Linked DNA regions of Macaca mulatta: region 1 is linked to region 2. A link is a contact called in public Hi-C data. All regions are on one chromosome and are shown on one strand. The core of a region is the stretch at or near the end of the contact, and the rest is flanking DNA. Distances in the headings are between cores, read along the strand shown. Region 1 has its middle 330 kb from the start of KLF3. Region 2 has its middle 220 kb from the start of PTTG2.

Region 1 (4,121 bases), core at 564-3,063, 160 kb before region 2:
GCAGGCAAACATCAAATTTTGGTTCTTCTCTCTTTTCCTGGGAATGAAACTGTTGCCAGCCAGCCCTCGGGGTTCTCCATTGCTGCAGTTTTGAAACTTTTCTTTCCCAGGTTAAGAAACTAAAGTTGTAATGGTGAAAGGAGAAATGGGAGAAAGCTACATCCCGGAGTAGAGGTGACCTGCCAGCACTCAAAGTTATCCCAGACCTAGTATGAGCTCAAGCTTAGGACGTTCGTTTCTTTTCCACCTGACTTCAAGGCGCTTGTCAAAGCGCAGCCTAAGTTAACAGGCTCTGTCAATGTGAGTACCAGAAGCCAGGCCAGCCACCTGCACTGCTGCAGAAGCCAGGGATACAATGAAAAAACACAAACGTTTCTCCCCATTTGCCGTGTACATTCTCATTCTTTCGCTAGGGACTGTACAAGAAATCCTGTCTTCTCTGGCAGGTTTCGGGTGGAGGCCCTGGGATGCGTGGACCCAGGACGGCCCATAATGCGGGCCTCTGCGTCCTCTCCCCCTCACATAGGGGCGGGAAGGCCAGGAGGCCTGGATCCTTCCCCAGAAGCCGTGTGGAGGTTTTCACTTCCTCTGATCCAGTGGACACATGTAATCTTTTTCTACAGCTCCCTGAGGCTGTTTTTTCCCACCCTACAAATCAGTAAGCATAAATTTTTGCAGAGAAGCTTGGAGCCATGGGTTCTAAGTATTCAGGCAGCAAAAAAAATTAAATTTTCAACCGGAGCCGGGCAAGGACACACGGTCTCAGACGTTTCCTGCCCGAGTTGGAGCCGCTTTCCTCCTCTTGCACACATGCTCCCCCTACTGCCTGACGCTGGAAGTGCAGCCCTGGCTCCGGGGCAACAATGAACGCCCCAGCTTGGCCCTGGGATAGCGGGTGAAAGATGGCAGAGCAGAGAGGTTGCAAAAAAAAAAAAGCAATAGTACATCCTTCATAATTCTCCCACTGCTCTGGGGAAGGCACTAAGCTAAGTCTTTTCGTTACATTTGAAGAATAAACTCTATAATAAAGACCGAATAAAAGTCCCCCCTGAAGAAAGCTTTGCCAAATAAGTTAAAGTTAGGTCTCCCTTAAGGGTTCAATAAATGAAAAACAACTTCAGTTTTAGATTCAGACCCCGTGAAATCCCCAAACCCCTTTGGATTTCAGACCCTTGGAACGCAGATCCAGGTTTTGCGCCTTTATGTGATGAGTGAACTTGGACATCTTATTTAATCTTTTTGAGCCTCAGTTTCTTTCTCTGTAATTTGGGCATATAAGACACTGTTGGTCTCATAGTGTTGCTATAGAACGTAAATGAAAGAACGTGAATGCATGAGAAAAGCGTTTTACAACATAAAAATAAATGTGAGCTGTTTCCCTTCCAATCCAACGCACACACACCCCTTTTCCATCCAAGTGGAAATGGCCGTCGAGGCAACCTAAACCCCTAAAAAAGGAAGTAGGGCAAGGAAAGCCCGGTCACAAACAGGAAGTAACAGAAATGCCACTGAGAAACATTCTTTCAGAGAGAAGAAAGAAAAACAGTCCTGGGCTGTGTTTTTGAAGATCAAGTTAGATTTAGTTAATGATCTGGGGTGTTGCCAGCCCGACTTGACCCCCTAAATAGGGGGTTTTCAGAGATGGTTAGGAAATTCTTGACCTCGATTTGACCTCACAAATGGGAATTCTCACTCTGCAGTTCAGGAGCTCCGCAGCTGGTAGCTTCCTGCCTTTTTAAATGTAGGTCTCTCCTCCTTTTCCCCTGCGGCCATAGGAGGGGCCGAGCGCTCAGCCGGCTGGGAGGAGCTGGGGCTCCGCCTGCCCTCCCTCGCCCTGGGGAGCCGCCCTGCAGCGCCTCTCGGGTTACTGCCTCCCTTCCTGGCTTCACAAACTCGCCACATGGTAGGTTGGCTACTTAAGGGAATGTAAGAAAAAGCACTAAAGTGACGGCATACAAAGAAGTTTTACAGCTCTGGAGATTATGTCAAATTTTCCTTCCAAATTTTTCCTTAGAGGAGACAAGATCCTAGATTTTTTTTTTTTTGAAGGAAAGGGAAAAAAATGCAAAACGAAAGGGAAACATAACGTATCAGGACACATTGTGCTGTTTATTCTCTTGTTTTTCTTTTCTCATTTTTGAAAGCTCTTTCAAGAATCTTACTGCCTTTCTTGTCTTTTCCTTAATCTTGTGTGTTTTTAAGGTAGGGAAGGGAGAGGATTAGAAGCCTGTGAATTTTGTCAGGACAAGACTTTCCTAAGCTTTTCATTTGTTTGTAGAACCAGAGTTCCTTCTCTGGTCCAGACTAAGAGGCTGGTTCCTGTCTCCTTCGCCTGTACCTCTTATTAAAGGACCCCTCCCACCCTTGTCAAAATGCTTGGTAAGAGTTGGAAAGTCAAGAGATCCATCCTTTGAGCGACCCTAGTCTGCAGACAGTGTCAGAGAGACAAATACAAATATTCTTAAGATGGTATCATGCCCCATCTTAGACTTGGTTGTTTTTCAATGACCTCAAACTGTACACTTGTTACAGGAAAGGGGTCCCCATCTAGACCCCATCTAGATCTCGCACAAGAAAGAATGCAGGGTGAGACCGTAGCCTAAAATGAAAGCAAGTTTATTAACAAAGTAAAGGAATATGCTTTGGGAGGCTGAGGCGGGCAGATCACCTGAGGTCAGGAGTTCGAGACCAGTCTGGCCAACATGGTGAAACCCAAATCTACTAAAAAAAAAATACAAAATAGTCAGGCATGGTGGTACATGCCTGTAATCCCAGCTACTCGGTGGCTGAGGCAGGAGAATCGCTTGAACCCAGGAAGTGGAGGTTGCAGTGAGCTGAGATCGTGCCACTGCACTTCAGCCTGGGCGACAGAGCCAGACTCTGTCTCAAAAAGAAAAGAAAAGAAAAGAAAAGAAAAGAAAAGAAAAGAATAAAAGAATGGCTACTCCACAGACAGAGCAGCCCTAAGGGCTGCTGGTTGCCCATTTTTATGGTTATTTCTTGATGATATGCTAAACAAGGGGTGGATTATTCATGCCTCCCCTTTCTAGACCATATAGGGTAACTTCCTGATGTTGCCATGGCATTTGTAAACTGTCATGGCGCTGGTGGGAGTGTAGCAGTGAGGATCCTACACTCTTATTGCCATCTTGGTTTTGGTGGGCTTTAACTGGCTTCTTTATTTACTGCAACCTGTTTTACCACCAAGGTCTTTATGACCTGTGTCTTGTGCTGACATCGTATCATATCCTTTGACTTAGAATGTCTTATCTACCTGGGAACTCAGCCCCGTAGGTATCAGCCTCATTTTACCCAGTCCCTATTCAAGATGGAGTTACTCTGGTTCAAACGCTTCTGACACAGTGGCTTCCAGTTGTACCTGCACAACTGAAAACTCCACCATGAGGATGATGATAATGGTGATTTCAAAGCGTTTTCACAGTTGAGCCAGATGACAGCCTATGGGCACACAGAACAGGTGAATTAAGCTGGTGTCACAGATGAGGAATTGAGGAGCAGAAAGGTACAGGGTTGAGTCCAAGGCCACTCAGCTGGTTCCCTAGGAAGACCAGACTAAGAGATTAAGGTCCTGTGAATGACACTACATCATTGAATGCCCATTATGGCACTATTACCAACAGGTTCTACAGGCCCTCATTCATGCTAAACAAATAGACTGTCACCATTATTAAAATAGGGTAACAGAGCGTTTAAAGCAAGCTACCTTTTGACAAATTGCCTAGAATGTGTTTCCAATGCAAAAATGGGACTCTGAGTCCCTTTACATGAATAGTACAGTTTTTAAGTTAAAATTTTATTTGAGTGGGTCATTCACTTACATGACTCAAAAGTCAAAATTCTAAAATATAGTATACCTGAGAAGTACACTCGCTGCCACTTCTTTCTCTTAATCCAATCTCTCCTCTTCCTTTTCTCCCTTGTTGGTAAATCATTTTTATTACTTTTTTTTTTTAATCCTACCTATGTTTCTTTATGAAAATACAAAGTACAAAAATGTGTATTCTTATTCTTATTTCTTTGTAGTCTTACAATAAAGAGAGTGTATCTAGTGCATTTTGAATTGGTTTTCTGGAAGTGGTGGTGGGCTTTGCTAAATCATC
Region 2 (4,319 bases), core at 376-2,875:
ATCTGTCTCCACTCTTCCCCCATCTGAGAATGGTCTTGGTCCACTTCTATCATCACCGCGCCCCCTCCTGCTCTACTTAATACACCAACCCCAGTCGAAAGAAAGTACGCCAACCGGCATATACACTCGAGTCTAACAAGTGAATAAATGGCAAAAAAAAAAAAAAAAGGCCAGTGTGCCAAACAAACCTCACCGCAGGTTACTGCTCCTTTGGCAGGCAACTAACAAGCCAAGCTACAAAGCTGCTTCTGCTTTTCCCAGGTCCAGGACCACCAAGCCACAAGAAGTCAGGGCAAAGGGCACTTGTCAACACTCTGCTCTCACCCAGCCTTGGCCACAGCCCACGAAAGGTCAGCCTAATATTTCTTCCTCAACAGTGTCCAAACTTCATGCCAACATCAGGCCAGGTCGCCATAAAGCTCTATATCTGGGCTGTGTTATTCCAGTCCCCTGGTTCACAGCCTGAGACTGGTGAGAGGTCTTTACCTGCAATGCACGAGTGGGCATGGAGGGTTGCGAGCATGTTTCTGGAAACCTCAGAAATTTTATGCAAATTATGTGCATTTTCCGGGGAGATGGTTTATTGTTTTCCTCCCATTTTCCAAGGAGACTTTGACTCTAAAAGGTAAGAATCACAACAGTGTTAATGAAGTCTTCAGCCTTTATCAAAGGTCTATGTGAGAAATAGCAACAAGAAATACCTTCCTCTGCGTGGCCTGGTAAAAGCAAGCATCAGTGGCCTGCTCTGTGGTATATAAACGGTGTTGGGCCACCCCAATGCAAAGACCCAAGCGTTTCTTAGTGTAAAGACAAAGGGAGACTTTTTCTCTCTTGATAAACTGGAATCTCACCTGAATATAGAACAGGATAATCGATGTTTCCTTCTCTGCCTTTTGCTGCCTCCTTAAACTCTTTTTCTGCCTCACCATGGCTCTCAGACAAAGTTCTTTTCTGCAAGCTCTAGACTTTCCTCTGAAATACGCTTTCACCATTTGGACATCCTTACTCATCCTGCAAGACCTGGCCCTTGTGTCAGTCTTCTCCACACTTCCAGACAGGGCTGAGCACAGTACACACACTTCTGTTACTAAGCAGATCATTTTTCTAGAATGATCTGCATATGTGTCTATCTTCCTCACAAGACTGTGAGCCCAGGAGCGCAGGAAATCCAGTCTTATTGGTGTTGGTACCCTCGGCACCTAGCACAGAGTCAGTGTGTAAAAACAAAGTTTCAGCGAGAGAATAAATCAATCCATGAATGAATGAACAAATACCTACAATATGTGTTTTCTAAAACATTCTTGGACTTTTTCAACAATGTGTGAGCCTCAGTAATAACGATTGACCGGCAGAGCAGACAGACTCCCCCACTGCCCCCAATGCCTTCATTTCCCAGATAAGGAAAGTGAGGTTGCAACAGACACCAGCGGCACCGAGCCCAGCAGCTCCCCCAAGAGCCACACCCAGACCAGCTGCTGGCCACGCCGCAGCTGTGTTCTGAAAGCATGTAGCACCCCCACGTCACTTGGCAGGTACTGCCACAGGCGTGCCCCCTCGCCTTGCTTTTGCCTCTTTTCCCTCCTTTTGCTGCTCCCTGGTTTAGGGTCCCCACCACCTGTGCTCAGAGCACACAGTAGGGACACAACTGATCTGGGGGATTCACAGGAGAGAAAATATGGTGGCTGGCAGATCTCCACTGCATCCCTAACAGGGTCTGGAAACCTCAATCTTCATGATCCTCTGTCGTTAACCACAGTAAGGGTTCCCATTACTATGGGAACTTGGTTAATTCCCATTAACCAAGTAATGGGAAACCTGTTGACTCTTTCAACGTATTTCAACATGAGGATGCAGAGAGCTGAAGTTCATGACCAGAAATGCATCACCCATGAACCTAAACAGCTAGTTTTACTCTGCCTCCTCTCACCGGAATTAGTCTGATAAAAATCTCAGGGCGGCTGCTCCCAGCTCCGCTTGTCCTAAACGCATTTCAGAAACTGGAACGTGAGCTGGGCAGAGGAAAGGACTAACTCACTGCTCTTGTTCCGGCTTTGGAGAAAAGACCTACAAGGAAACCCTTGGCCGAATGCAGCTGTGGTGGTTGCTGAATCGTCAGACTTGCCACAAGCAAGATAAAAACTTTAAACAACAAAGGACTTTTCCGTGCTCTGCTGCACGGGGTTTCTCGTTCTGTTTTGGTTTCTCCTGGTGGTGTGGCCTGGCCTGCAGGGTTTCCTGACACTCCGCCCACCGCAGTCAGGAAGCTGCAGAAGCTACTGAGCCCCTCACACTGCTTCTCAGTGGCTCTCCCCAACAGGCAAAGTAAACATCTTTTTTAACACAGGTAAATCCAGAAAGGACCTAAGGTTTTGATTCATTGGGGTTTGGTTTTGTTTTGTTTTTATTTTTCTTTATTTTAGAGACAGGGTCTTACTCTGTCATCCAGGCTGAAGTGGAGGGACACCATTGTAGCTCACTGTAGCCTCCAACTCCTGGCCTCAAGGGATCCTCCCGCCTCGACCTTCCAAAGAGCTGAGATTACAGGAGCAAGCCACTGCACCCAGCCTGAGTCATTGTTTTGTAAGCAGCAACGTGACCTACTCTTGTCCACTCCTCAGAATTGAGGTCTCTCCTCTGAGGACCACAAAAGTCCACATAGGAAGAGAGAGGAATATTTCAAATTTAGAGCTGGGAAAAGCAAAGTCCCTTTACTCTTCATCCTCAAATGTTCACCCAGTTCATGTGTCTCCCCTCTTCCAGATATCTAGTAGAAATGGGCCACTTGGCCCTGATCACGTGGTTTTCTGTTCTATGTATCTTTTTTCTGTCACCCCGGATTTTAGGTATTTCTGTTGCCTTTTGTACCTATTAAGTACAAAATAGATATTGATTAATTGATAATAGCCACTGAAGTCTAAAGCCAAATTAAAACCATTTGCATTATATAAAAATATAAACCACTTCTAGGCTGAACGTGGTGGCTCACGCCTATAATCCCAGCACTTCAGGAGGCTGAGGTGGATCATTTGAGCCCAGCCTGGGCAACAAGGTGAAACCCTATGTCTACAAAAAAGTATCCAGGCATGATAGTGCGCACTTGTAGTTCCAGCTACCCAGGAGGCTGAGGTGGGAGGATCAGCTGAGCCCAGGAGCTTGAGGCACCAGTGAGCCATGGTTACGCCACTGCACTCTAGCCTGAGCAACAGAATGAGACCCTGTCTCAAAAACAGAAAGAAACTATAAAACATTACTACAAGCCAGGCCCTTTACTTTACATTTAATCCTCACCCCAATCCTATAAGGAAAGTGTTTTATTCTGTTTTACACATGAAAAAACCTGAGGCTTGGAGGGGTGCGTTTTTTTCTGATAGAGCTGCAGATACAGCCCAGGCCAAAGTCTCATTCCTAAAATCTTACCATTGCCTCCTAAACCAGCCCAGCTCTTCTCACTCTTATCTACCTTGGGTGGGCATCAGGTTAAACCTTCCTTCATCTCCTCCATTTAACCATTCCTGGGCAGGGAACTGGCACAGTGCGGTATTTCTGAACATGAGAGTGACTGCTGGCACTCCCTACCATCTTGTCTGTAGCTGAATCCCTGATCAGTTCTACTCCTTGCTGTAAAAAACAAACTAGACCTCAGAATCCTTCTCAACACAGCACCCCAGGCAGCCACTAGCAATCAATCAGCATTGATCTTCGATGACATAGCCAGTGACTAATAGTATTTAATTTCCATTTCTTTCCCGTCCTTCCTGCCTGATTTCCCCAGTTGTTTCTGGGGCGGATGGATGGATGGATGGTTGGAAAGGAAAGGAATGCTCCTCATACAGGAGAACTCTGCTTGGCACCACTCCTAATTATGCTGACTTCAGTCAATGCCAGAGCTTCCTTACAAAACTTGCTCTTCGCATGAGGCATCTGTGGCGTTTGTTACAGGAACTGGTGAGACTCACGGGTCATTCTGAGGCCAAGGAGGACCCTCTGCATCAGCACTTTCCTTCTCCCTCAGTCTCATTTCCTCCCTCCAACATATGCCTGAGCTGAAAAACATCCATTCACCGCGTACTTCCTTCTTCTTTTTAAAGCTCAAGCTGACAAGAGGAATTTCTTTCTCCCACTTACCTTTTTTTTTTTTTTTTTTTCTATAAAGGGCAAAGATTTACAGCTCCGCTGTGGGGTACGCAGGGATGAACAGTGATTACAAACTCTTTGGTGTCTTTGGGGTCATAAGTCCCTTAACCTGAGCCATGAGGTACTTAGAGCTTCTGAATCAGCCCGTAATTTAGATTTGGTAGGGGAAGCATGCTTTCCAAGCC

Evidence for each region. Hi-C and Micro-C count contacts between places; a contact is called where the count stands out from the background.
Region 1: a Hi-C map of blood shows a contact between it and region 2, with 4 times the contacts expected there. The contact joins two enhancer-like sites. A contact is called at or near these places in 6 of 14 Hi-C or Micro-C datasets (CD4 T cells, blood, fetal cortex germinal zone and 3 more).

The regions. Positions count from the first base shown.
Region 1 is chr5:37,557,258-37,561,378 of T2T-MMU8v2.0, reverse strand. No RefSeq gene overlaps it. Among named protein-coding and RNA genes, the nearest start is that of KLF3, 330 kb to the left of the region's middle. Within about 2 kb of position 1,813, at least 28 of the 40 cell types and tissues checked have an H3K27ac peak or open chromatin away from gene starts, as enhancers often do. A contact at or near this core is called in blood, where this site is marked.
Region 2 is chr5:37,400,942-37,405,260 of T2T-MMU8v2.0, reverse strand. No RefSeq gene overlaps it. Among named protein-coding and RNA genes, the nearest start is that of PTTG2, 220 kb to the right of the region's middle. Within about 2 kb of position 1,625, at least 10 of the 40 cell types and tissues checked have an H3K27ac peak or open chromatin away from gene starts, as enhancers often do. A contact at or near this core is called in blood, where this site is marked.